2 separate regions of the Astyanax mexicanus genome follow, and region 2 is linked to region 1. A link is a contact called in public Hi-C data. All regions are on one chromosome and are shown on one strand. The core of a region is the stretch at or near the end of the contact, and the rest is flanking DNA. Distances in the headings are between cores, read along the strand shown. Region 1 holds the start of si:ch211-11n16.2 (zinc finger FYVE domain-containing protein 1). Region 2 holds the start of LOC103026644 (polynucleotide kinase 3'-phosphatase).

The links. Hi-C and Micro-C count contacts between places; a contact is called where the count stands out from the background.
Region 2: a Hi-C map of blood shows a contact between it and region 1, with 4 times the contacts expected there. The contact joins the promoter of LOC103026644 here to the promoter of si:ch211-11n16.2 in region 1. A contact is called at or near these places in 2 of 3 Hi-C or Micro-C datasets (blood and muscle).

What each region holds. Positions count from the first base shown.
Region 1 is chr18:32,305,996-32,310,952 of AstMex3_surface, forward strand. si:ch211-11n16.2 (zinc finger FYVE domain-containing protein 1) reads right to left here and starts at 3,090. Exons shown (of 11, transcript XM_007234519.4): 1 at 2,844-3,090. The coding sequence starts at 2,963.
Region 2 is chr18:32,501,906-32,507,009 of AstMex3_surface, forward strand. LOC103026644 (polynucleotide kinase 3'-phosphatase) reads left to right here and starts at 3,387. Exons shown (of 18, transcript XM_049466915.1): 1 at 3,387-3,536; 2 at 3,770-3,944. The coding sequence starts at 3,824. It overlaps zgc:162193 (TRPM8 channel-associated factor homolog), which reads right to left and starts at 1,810. Exons shown (of 7, transcript XM_049467264.1): 1 at 1,443-1,810. The coding sequence starts at 1,444.

The DNA of each region.
Region 1 (4,957 bases), core at 1,840-4,339:
AGACAGTACTGTACAGATTTCCATTGCAGGGATTCTTAGCAGTTTTTCTGAGTATTTATATCGATATCGAAATTATATCGTATCGACCGCAATTAAGGAATATATTGTGATATAAATTTTGGCCATATTGTCCAGCACTAGGTTGGACAATAAAAAAATGAAACACCTGTCATTTTAGTGTGGGAGGTTTCATGGCTAAATTGGACTACCCTGGTGGCCAATCTTCACTAATTGCACATTGCACCAGTAAGGGCAGAAAATATTGCACATCAACTATCCTGTTTCCACCAGAAATGTCCGTCGGGACAATAAATTATTGTGATCTAAAACCCAGTGTTTCAGTTTCATTGTCCAACCTCTGTACATGCAGTGTAGTAAAGGAAAACTAATTAGTGAACCTGTGTTTAAAGCTAGTTTTACTTAAATTTAAATATCAATCTTAAATCTTTAAGCTCAAGCTTAAACTTCAACATATTTGTAAAACACTATTTAATGCACATGGTTCTAGGTAATAGTCTAGAGTGTTTTGTTTTTATGATAATAAACAGTTATAAAAATTATAATAGGATATACATTTTTGGATAGGATTTTTGTTACCTTTATATCCATATTTACATAAATTTGAGGGCAAACATTTTTGTACTTTTATTTAATTGGAGGACTAAAGAAATTTCCAAATCCCTGGGCCTTAAGAATATGCTTGGTTTCATAGAAGATAAAAACATAATTTTCTCCAAATGTCATGAACTTTAAAATGAAAGTAATTTTGCAGCATTTCTATTGGAATTTGGAGTGTACATTTCAATAGCATTCATTTATTGTGCAACACACTGACATCGGGATATCCAACATTGTTATTACACTTAGAATTTTTCCCCAACTGTTCTTATTAACTACCTACATAGCCAAACACACATTCAATAGTAATAATAAGATGAGACAAGAACACTGTGTTTTGTTAGCATAGCTAGCTAGCAGCCTGGTGGTTCACTTAGTTCTTGTCCTGTAAGCTTAGTTTATCTTAGATTAGCATAAATCCAAAACATGGACACTTTGCTTTCGATATAAACTCTATTTAACCCAACAATCAAAAGCCTGGTGGCTGCTTTAGTAGTGGAAATCTTATGGCAATTACACTTAAATGCTATTGCCATCGAGGTATTACTCAGTGTTAAGAATATATTTATTTCACTAGCTAACCAGCTAGTTTCACCGCATTTATCTTATCTATGCTATGTTACTTTTACAAACTTTCATCAATTGTAACTTTCTCCAGAACTAAAGCCTCCTGTATCAGTTGTCAGTAGTTAAGTTTACTACAGTCTTTTATCTAAGTTAATCCTTAGGTTAACTTTTTTTTGATCAACTAGGTACACACAAACAAACACACTGTTAAAAAAAAGAAGAGAAGGCAAGAATACTGTGCTTTGTTTGTTTGTTAGCATAGCTAGCAGCCTAGAGACTCACATGGTTCATGTACTACTGTACGCCTGCTTAGCTTAGCATAGCTAGCTACAAAACAGTGACATGTTTTTACACCATTTAAAGTCTGTTTCTATTCCACCGTGATTAACGTATTTGTGCCACTCGCCTGTGAGCTAGGTTTGTTTTTCTACACTTTCTCCAGAACTTAAGCTTCCTGTATCTGTGCTTGCCTTGCTTAGTTCTAGATAATTCCCTCTGTGATCAATAAAATATCTAACCTATCTAGTTAGTTATCTATCTAGTTATCAGTAAGTTGAGTAGTTAACGCAATACTCTAATACATCCGTAATAACAAGGTTTACTAGCGAATCTACACACCCAAACACATACTGACTACAATTAAAGGATTGCAAGATATGTGCTTTGTTAGCATAGCTAATTAACACACTACTGGTTTATGTAACTGTGCGCTTATCTAAATTACTGTAAGCTACTCTTTGTCCCTAGGCTACTGCAGGCGTAGTTTAGCTTAGCATAGCTAGCTACAAAACATTTACTTGTTTTTACACCATTTAAAAAGTCTTTTTAAACTAAGAAACAAAACATGACAGCTAGCTTACTGACTGGGGAGAACCTTGTGGAAACTACACAAAATACTGTCACATGTCCCTCTGTAATTATAAGTATTTATCTACACAACCAAACACTGTCTAAAAAAAGAAGATGGCAAGAATACAGTGCTTTGTTTGTTAGCATAGCTAGCAGCCTAGAGACTCACATGGTTGCTTAGCTTAGCTAGCTACAAAACAGTGACATGTTTTTACACCATTTAAAGTCTGTTTAAACTAACAGACACCTATTCCTCCGTGATTAACGTATTTGTCATTCGCCTGTGAGCTAAATCTGTTTTCTAGACTTTCTTCAGAACTCAAAACTCTAGTATCTTCTTGCTTTGTTTAGTTGTCAGTAAGACAGTTGAACTAACCTAGCTAGCACTACAGTCTAACAAATCCTTAATAATTAGATTAACTAGGTTAGCTATGTTACTAGTTTTAAATAACTTTGTTAGCATAGCTACCTAGCACAGTATTGGTTAACATTAATGTCTTGCACGCTTACCGAAGCTACTACTTAGTTTAGCTTAGCTTAGCATAGCTAACCTAGTGACAAAACACTGACTTGTTTTTACACCATTTAAAGTCTGTTTAAACTAACAAACACAACCTGACAGCTTGCTTAGAGACTGGGGAGAACTGTGTGGCAGCTACACAAAATACTGTCACATGTCCCTCTGAAATCAAATGTATTTATTTTCAGCGTATTTCGTTATTATCTCCCCACAGCTCAGTTAGCCTAGCCTGGCTATTGTTGACATGCACCCTAGATGACGTTCTGAGGGCTCGCTTTAGCTAACTTACCTGCAGAGCTTCGCTTCCATCCACTAAGAGGAAACTCCGGCCTTCCCGCTCCTTCTCCTCTTTCTTGGACGGCGGACCCAGAGAGACCTCTTCCATCTCCTTCAGCAGCATCTCCGACATGTCTGTGAGGAGGAGGATAAAGATGAAGGCAGGGTATCGTACATGAAAGGCGAGTTAGTGAGGGAACTTCACCGCACGGTAGTGTCCGCGGTGCCCGCTCCCTCTGCTCTGCTCTTCCGCGCTCTGTAGGGCGCAGACTGAGGGGCTGAGGGCGGGAAATGTGACACAGCCTCCTGCTGACTGCACTCCAGATGATAATCCAGCTCTGGGAAGTACCTAAAGTTAAGGCCGTAATACTTTATGGAGACCTAAAATTGGGGGATTTACTGCCATTTAACATTAAACATTAAAGACATTTGGCAATTTAAATGTCTCTTTTCATTTGTATGCTGATGATACTCAGATTTATTTAGCAGTATACATAAATGACATTGGGACACTGGCCAATCTTACAAACTATGTGACAGCTATTAAAGTCTGGATGTCTCAGAACTTTCCCAGGTTGAGTGGGGACCAGACAGATGTCCTTATCGTGGGAGGATGTGTCCAATAAGGTGCAGTTAGACCTTGATTATGCTGGGCTGAAGGCAAGGCTGTCTGTTAGTAATGTGGATGTGATTTTAAGGCATGTAAGACCTAGACTCAAGTGGAAGTAAAAGTACTACACACTTTAATAAAAGTACTGAAGTATTCAACATTTTTTTGTAATTAAGTTTGCAGTAGTTTATTAGACTAAAGGACTGAAAGTAAGAATACAATACTGAATTATAAAGTTTTTACAGAAAGCAGTGAAAAGTTCTCAGAGCAAAAGGCAGAATCGGGTTAATTTCTGGATTCACTCAATGATGAGCATTTTAATTAAACCAAGTGCAAAGCATCTTCTGATCTGGCTTTAGTGTTAATGTGGGTGCCGGTGAGATATTCTGTAGAATCCAGCAGGTTGTACATAATGAGGCTTACATTTATATTACTGAGCATTTATGTTCACTTAATAATGCTAAATCTGTAAGATCCACCAAACAAGGGTTACTGACTGTTCCACAAACTAAACTAAACTTAAAGAGTGACCAGGCTTTTGCAGCTTCCAGACTGTGGATCGATCTCCTTGCTGACCTCAGACTTTCAGCACTGGTTCATATTTTTAAGAAACTTATTTTATTCTCTTGTTTTTTAGCAATGTTTTTAGATTCTTTGCTTGGATAAGGTCCAGCTGGATTTTTTGAGTCCGATCTAAACTCTTGTTTCTGAATCTTAAAGATTATGTTGACATTTGATACCTTCGTTCTTCGATCTTTTGTGTTGTAGATTATTTTTGTTTATTTTTATATATTTATCTATTTTTATTTTATCTGTAAAGCACTTTGTGAGATGTGCTAGTACAGTTCTACATAAATCAACATTACTTACTTACTTAAACAGTAATAATACAATTAATATATTGAATTATGTTTTGGTTACTGTGGCAAAATCTTACATAAATATAGCTATAAATTAATATAGCTAGTACCAAGTGTTTACTTAGGAATAATGAATATAAGGCTATGAAATATACACTAATCAAGCATAATAGTTTGACCACCTTTATGCCAATTATCCTTAGGATATAAGAAATCCACAGAGTACAAGGGATTAAAAAATCATTGAGATTTAATGAAGTTTAAATATTTAATGGTTTGATTTATGCATTAGATTTTTCACATTTTTTTGTGTGTTTTAAACTTGGTGAAATTTGCTGTTGAAAAATAATAATTCATGATTAATTCTATATAACAACTTAGAATTTTAAAGTTTGATAACCAAATACAAAATCAGATGCATAAATGAAAATCTGAAACAGGAATGAGTGAGATGGATGTTTAATAGTTGCTAAATTAAGTCCAGTTTTAAAGGGATACTGCGGCTTAAAATTCCCGTAAACTCTCCCTGTTGAGTTATAGTGAAGTTCTCACCAGAGGAGTAATACAAACGTGCTGTGCAGCAGAAAGGTGTGCTTGTGTTCAAAATATAGCATCAGCAGAAACTGTATATTTATTGAATAGAATGTAGAATGTTAC
Region 2 (5,104 bases), core at 2,137-4,636, 200 kb after region 1:
TTTATAATAACTTCGTAATTACATGTCATATCAGAACATTCACTCCTTTGTGTTAATTTAAACTTGTTTGGTCAAACATTTCAGCTTGTTCTGCAAAGGTTCAAAGGTCAATCTGAATACCACTTTGTGAACATTCTGGTTGAAGCCACCTGATCAATACCAATAACATGTAGACACCTTTTGACTAGTTCTAACTCACTTAATGAATATCCTACAAAGTTCACTAGATTTACATGTGAATTTAAGCACTGATCAGGTTGAAAGGCCTCTGCTCAACATTAATAACAGGTGAAAAACTTGATAATTTCTAAATGTGACAGGGCATCTCCAATCATATTAGACCTTCTTACACATCACCATTCAATGCTCCAGTAGGCACCATTGTGCAAGTTGGTGCTTGAACCCGATGATTGCCGCTTGCGGCTATATTTATTATTATTATTATTATTATTATTATTATTATTATTATTATTATTATTATTATATATTTTTTTATCATTCATTTCAAACAACCTTACAGGATATAGCACCTAATTATAACACAAGTTAACAATCGGTCCAGACCTTGGCCTTTCGAAATTTCCTCTAACTGGACCATAATGAATTCTAGTTAAGATCTTCCCATACACCTTTTTTTTTTCTTCTGTTTCATCTTCTCACAGACACCATGATAAGAACGTGCTGCCCAGACAGGCTGGAGCTGATCACGTCACTGGAGCTGGACAACAAACTGTTAACTGGACTCTGTTGATGTAGCCAAATTAAAAGATACTATCCAGTTGCATTGGATCCTATTGATTTACATGTCATTTGCACTCTCTCTCTCTCTCTCTCTCTCTGGGTTGTGAATGTGTTGATCTATAGAGATACAATTATACATTGTGTTGACCTGTTGATGTACTTTTACTCTTTTCTAAAGTATCTATTGATATATGTTCCTTTTATATATCTGTAATGCTGAAACAATTTTCAAGTAAAAATTAACTTATTTTAAATTCCAGACTTTAACTCAATATCTATCTTTTTATGCTCTGGGATTTCTCACATTCGAGTTTTAGTCATGCTGTGGTAAATTACTCTACAGTAAAAAAGTGAAATCATTTGCTGGTGAGAATTCAGACACACAATTCATAAAATATCTGTTTAAAATAAAAATAAAAAAATACTTCACGTTGGGACATGTTGACTCTTAGATAATTCATGTTTTGTAAATCTTTTTAAACCATAAATCTTTCAAACAGTTATGCATATGTTCATAAGAGGGTGGAGATCCTGTGTATGTTCAAATATATGCTACAAATAAATGCTACAATTTGTACATGTCCCTTTCGTAATAAAGTATTATAAAAAATATAAATATAATTTAATTTCCAAAAAGTTTCAAAGTCCGATTGGAACTCAAACCCAGAAATGAATGATGTATTCACTTTCGCTTTACTTACATGGTTTGATTTGAGGTGCTGTCCTACTGGCTGTAGAATGAACTGTACTTCTTAATATTACAGGTTTATCCAGCTAATTCCGACGTTAAATCGTGATATATTTATGCTGTGCTGTAATTTTACCAGAATGATTTTCTCTTAACTGCCTGCAGGAGGAACTGATAGATCATTAATCTGTAGGAAATTTTAGTCCAGACCCCTCTCCTCCTCCCCTTCGTTCAACAGAGAGTCTATATAGAGAAGAGCACCCACTCCAGACCGTTTACCCTGTTTATTCAGCCTCCAGAGGGCGCTCCAGAATTAATAAGTTCATATGAAGCAACTGAGCAAAATCAGAGTTTATCTTTGCTGTAGTTGGGCAACAAAGAACAGAACACAAAAATGTGACTTTATAGCAAAAAAGTATCGCAATAAACCCACAGCATATATCAAGGATATCGGAAAAAGGCAGTTTGGCTTTGCCATTAGCAAGCGAGCTAACTAACTTAGTTAGTTAGCGTTAGCGCCACAGGCTAGGCTAGCTAAAGATATAATTACTTTGACTGAGTAACATCTAAGGCAAAAGAAGCACTAAATATCTGTATACAGTAAGAGACACTGTACTAAATCCATAGCTAGCATATATCAATCATATCCAAAAGGGGTCTTTTTTCTCTGTGGTTGCTAGCGTTAGCTATCTCATAGTTAGCACCCACGCAGTTCAGAGACAGTTGGGTCGTCTTTTTAGACTCGGATCTATTAATACAGCAGGGAACACAGCACTGGGCCATATTAACAGACTCAATGCAGTGGTTTAAGAGTATTGCGCAATAATATTGGTGCCAAGTATGATAAAAAAAAAAAAAAAAGCTTTAGCGTGTCATAACAAGAAGCCCTTTTTTTTCTGAAGTACGACATAGTAACTTACAAAAAACAGATTTCTTATAATTACAAGATGTTTATTTTATAATTACGACATACAATGTTGTTTTAACAACATTACTTAAAAACAAGATACTTTTTCATAATAATGGGATATGTATTTTATAATTACGACAGTGATTTTTAAAAATAGGTAGTTTCTCTAAATTAGGGGATGTTTATTTTATTATTACAATATCTCAAAAAACAAGATATTTTCTCGTAATTATGACATTTATTTTATAAATACGACACAGTAACTCATAACAACGAGTTAGTTTCTCATACTAATGCTATGTTTGTTTTATAATTACAACATACTATGTTGTTACGACATACTTTGTCGTTTAAACTATATTAAAGCTCATAAAAACGAGAGTTTCTCGTTATAACGACATGCTAAAGTTTTTTTTAGGAGACTTAGGAGCAATACCTTCAGTAGGAACTCACCAACCAATCAACACTGACTAGCAGCAATGCTAGCGCCTTTACTGAATAAAACCCGTTTACTGTAGAGACATTTAACAATATAGACTAGATTTCTTTACTTTTTTAGTAAAATACTTCATTGTACTTTCCAAAATACAATTAATATACAGGGTAAATAGTTAGTTATGTTTTTAAATAAAGTTTTTGCCGTTTAGCTCTATTTTTCTCTATTTATGAAGGACTTTCTCGCGGGCTCTCTCTAGCGGTGCGCAGTTGCATTATCTGATTATAATAATACGGCATAGCGGGCGGTACCGGAAATAGGTAGTCTTGCCATTAAAACAGCTGTGGCTTGACTTCCACTTGGGAAAATCTATTTATTATTATTTTAAAGGGATGTCTCTTTTGTTCTTTTTTAATGTTAACGTTAATAAATCAATATAACGCACTGTATTATTGTTTGTTCTACTTTATCTTGCGTTTAAAAGGTCAAAAAAGTATTTAAAACAATAATATTTATCAGGACGGGTGATAAACTGAGATTTTAGATGTGTTGTAAAGAAAGTAACCCCCCTATTTCCTTTCTGTGTTTTTTCCTGCGCTTTGAAGTGCGTATGGGAAGTGAGCGAGGGCTGGATTGGGACAGAGTGGGCTGTTGAAAGGGACGCGTTGTGTAGCTGTTTAGATAGTTTGTTAGCCGACTAACTATTATCCTTGTTTTCTGTCGTTTTTAAAGTCTTGAAGGCGTTTTAAAGTCGTAATCTGGTCAGTGCGCTGTTTCGCGTTTGGCTGGTTAGTATGTTAGCTGCTTGAAGGTGGTGGAGAGCTGTTTCTGTTTAGTTTAGTGTTAGTTAGCTAAGATATGCTAAGTGTATTTAAATGTTCTGTGATGTAGGATTATATTAATATTAATATGTATAATTCTGATGTGATTTAAAGCCGTAAAATAAATGATAAGTGAGGAATAAGTGTATTAAATCCTTTTTATTTAACTACAGGTTGCTGGTCGTAGAGCGTAGGGAACAGATAAGTAAACGACCGCACTCCTCGGAATGAAGTGTGCACTACTGAGTCCCTCAGGAGCCCGGGTGGAGCTGTGTGATGGACGCGCCCTGATCCTGGGTCGGGGTCCTGAGTCTGGAGTGAAGGATAAACAGTGTTCCAGACATCAGGGTAAATACACCCTTACAGCCTCTTCTGTATTATACAGAGACCCTAAGGCATACCTGTCAAGTCTCCCGTTTTGGCCGGGAAACTACCGTATTTTATTCCTCTTTCCCGCCGTCCTCCCGTTTTAGTATTTTCCCGTAAATTTCCCGTATTATACTAAATAAAAAATATATATAGGCCACAGGCGACAATGCACTGACCGCTGTGTGTCTCTTAACCAATCGTGGTGCCGGTTCAAGGAGAAAGTCCCGCCTTTCAGGAGAAACAGCCAATCAGCTAGCTGGTTTTGCGGAGCGCAGTTTAGTGTGCGGGAAGCCCCGCCCCTCCCCTCGCTGTGAGTTCAGGCAGCTAGTCGGAGCAGCTGTCGTTAAAACTAATCTGGATATACGGAGATTTTTCTAAAAGAAAGGTAATTAACCATGTAAACTGTGATGAGATTGTTTCTGATAGCTGGTTAAAAAGACTCTTCTCTGAATCAAAACATAAATTAAACCCACTGTGTGTTTAATAAAATACAGCTTAACTTTAGAATTAGCTAGATAGATATTCAGGGTTTGAGAAAAAAAAAAAAAAAAAAAAAAAAAAAAAAAAAAATATATATATATATATATATATATATATATATATATATATATATATATATATATATATATATATATATATATATATATATAATGCCCTGCCCTGATGTGCCTGATCAGCCAATAACTATCATTTCCAAACTCTATTAGTTCAGGGCTAGTTTTAGGGTTTGTTAGAATTTGTTTAAATCTCAAGTATTGTGGTAATGTATTATAATGTAATGTAATGTATTATTTAGAAGGGGTGGAAGAGATGGTTGAGCTGGAGAGAGAGAAAATGTGGAGAGGGCTGAAATTAACTGAACTGATCAGGAGTGGACTGAACAATAGAAAGAAGTATTAATGAAAGATTATTAATTGTGTAGGCCCCTTAGGACTATTATTTACTTATGGAATATATCTGATCCATGTCCTTTTTGTAAATTTGTGCACCCTTCAATTTCAATTTTAAATCTATTAAATAAATAAATAAATAAATATATATATATATATATATATATATATATATATATATATATATATATATATAATATATATATATATATATATATTTTTTTTTTTTTTTCCCTCGTTTGGGCTGTT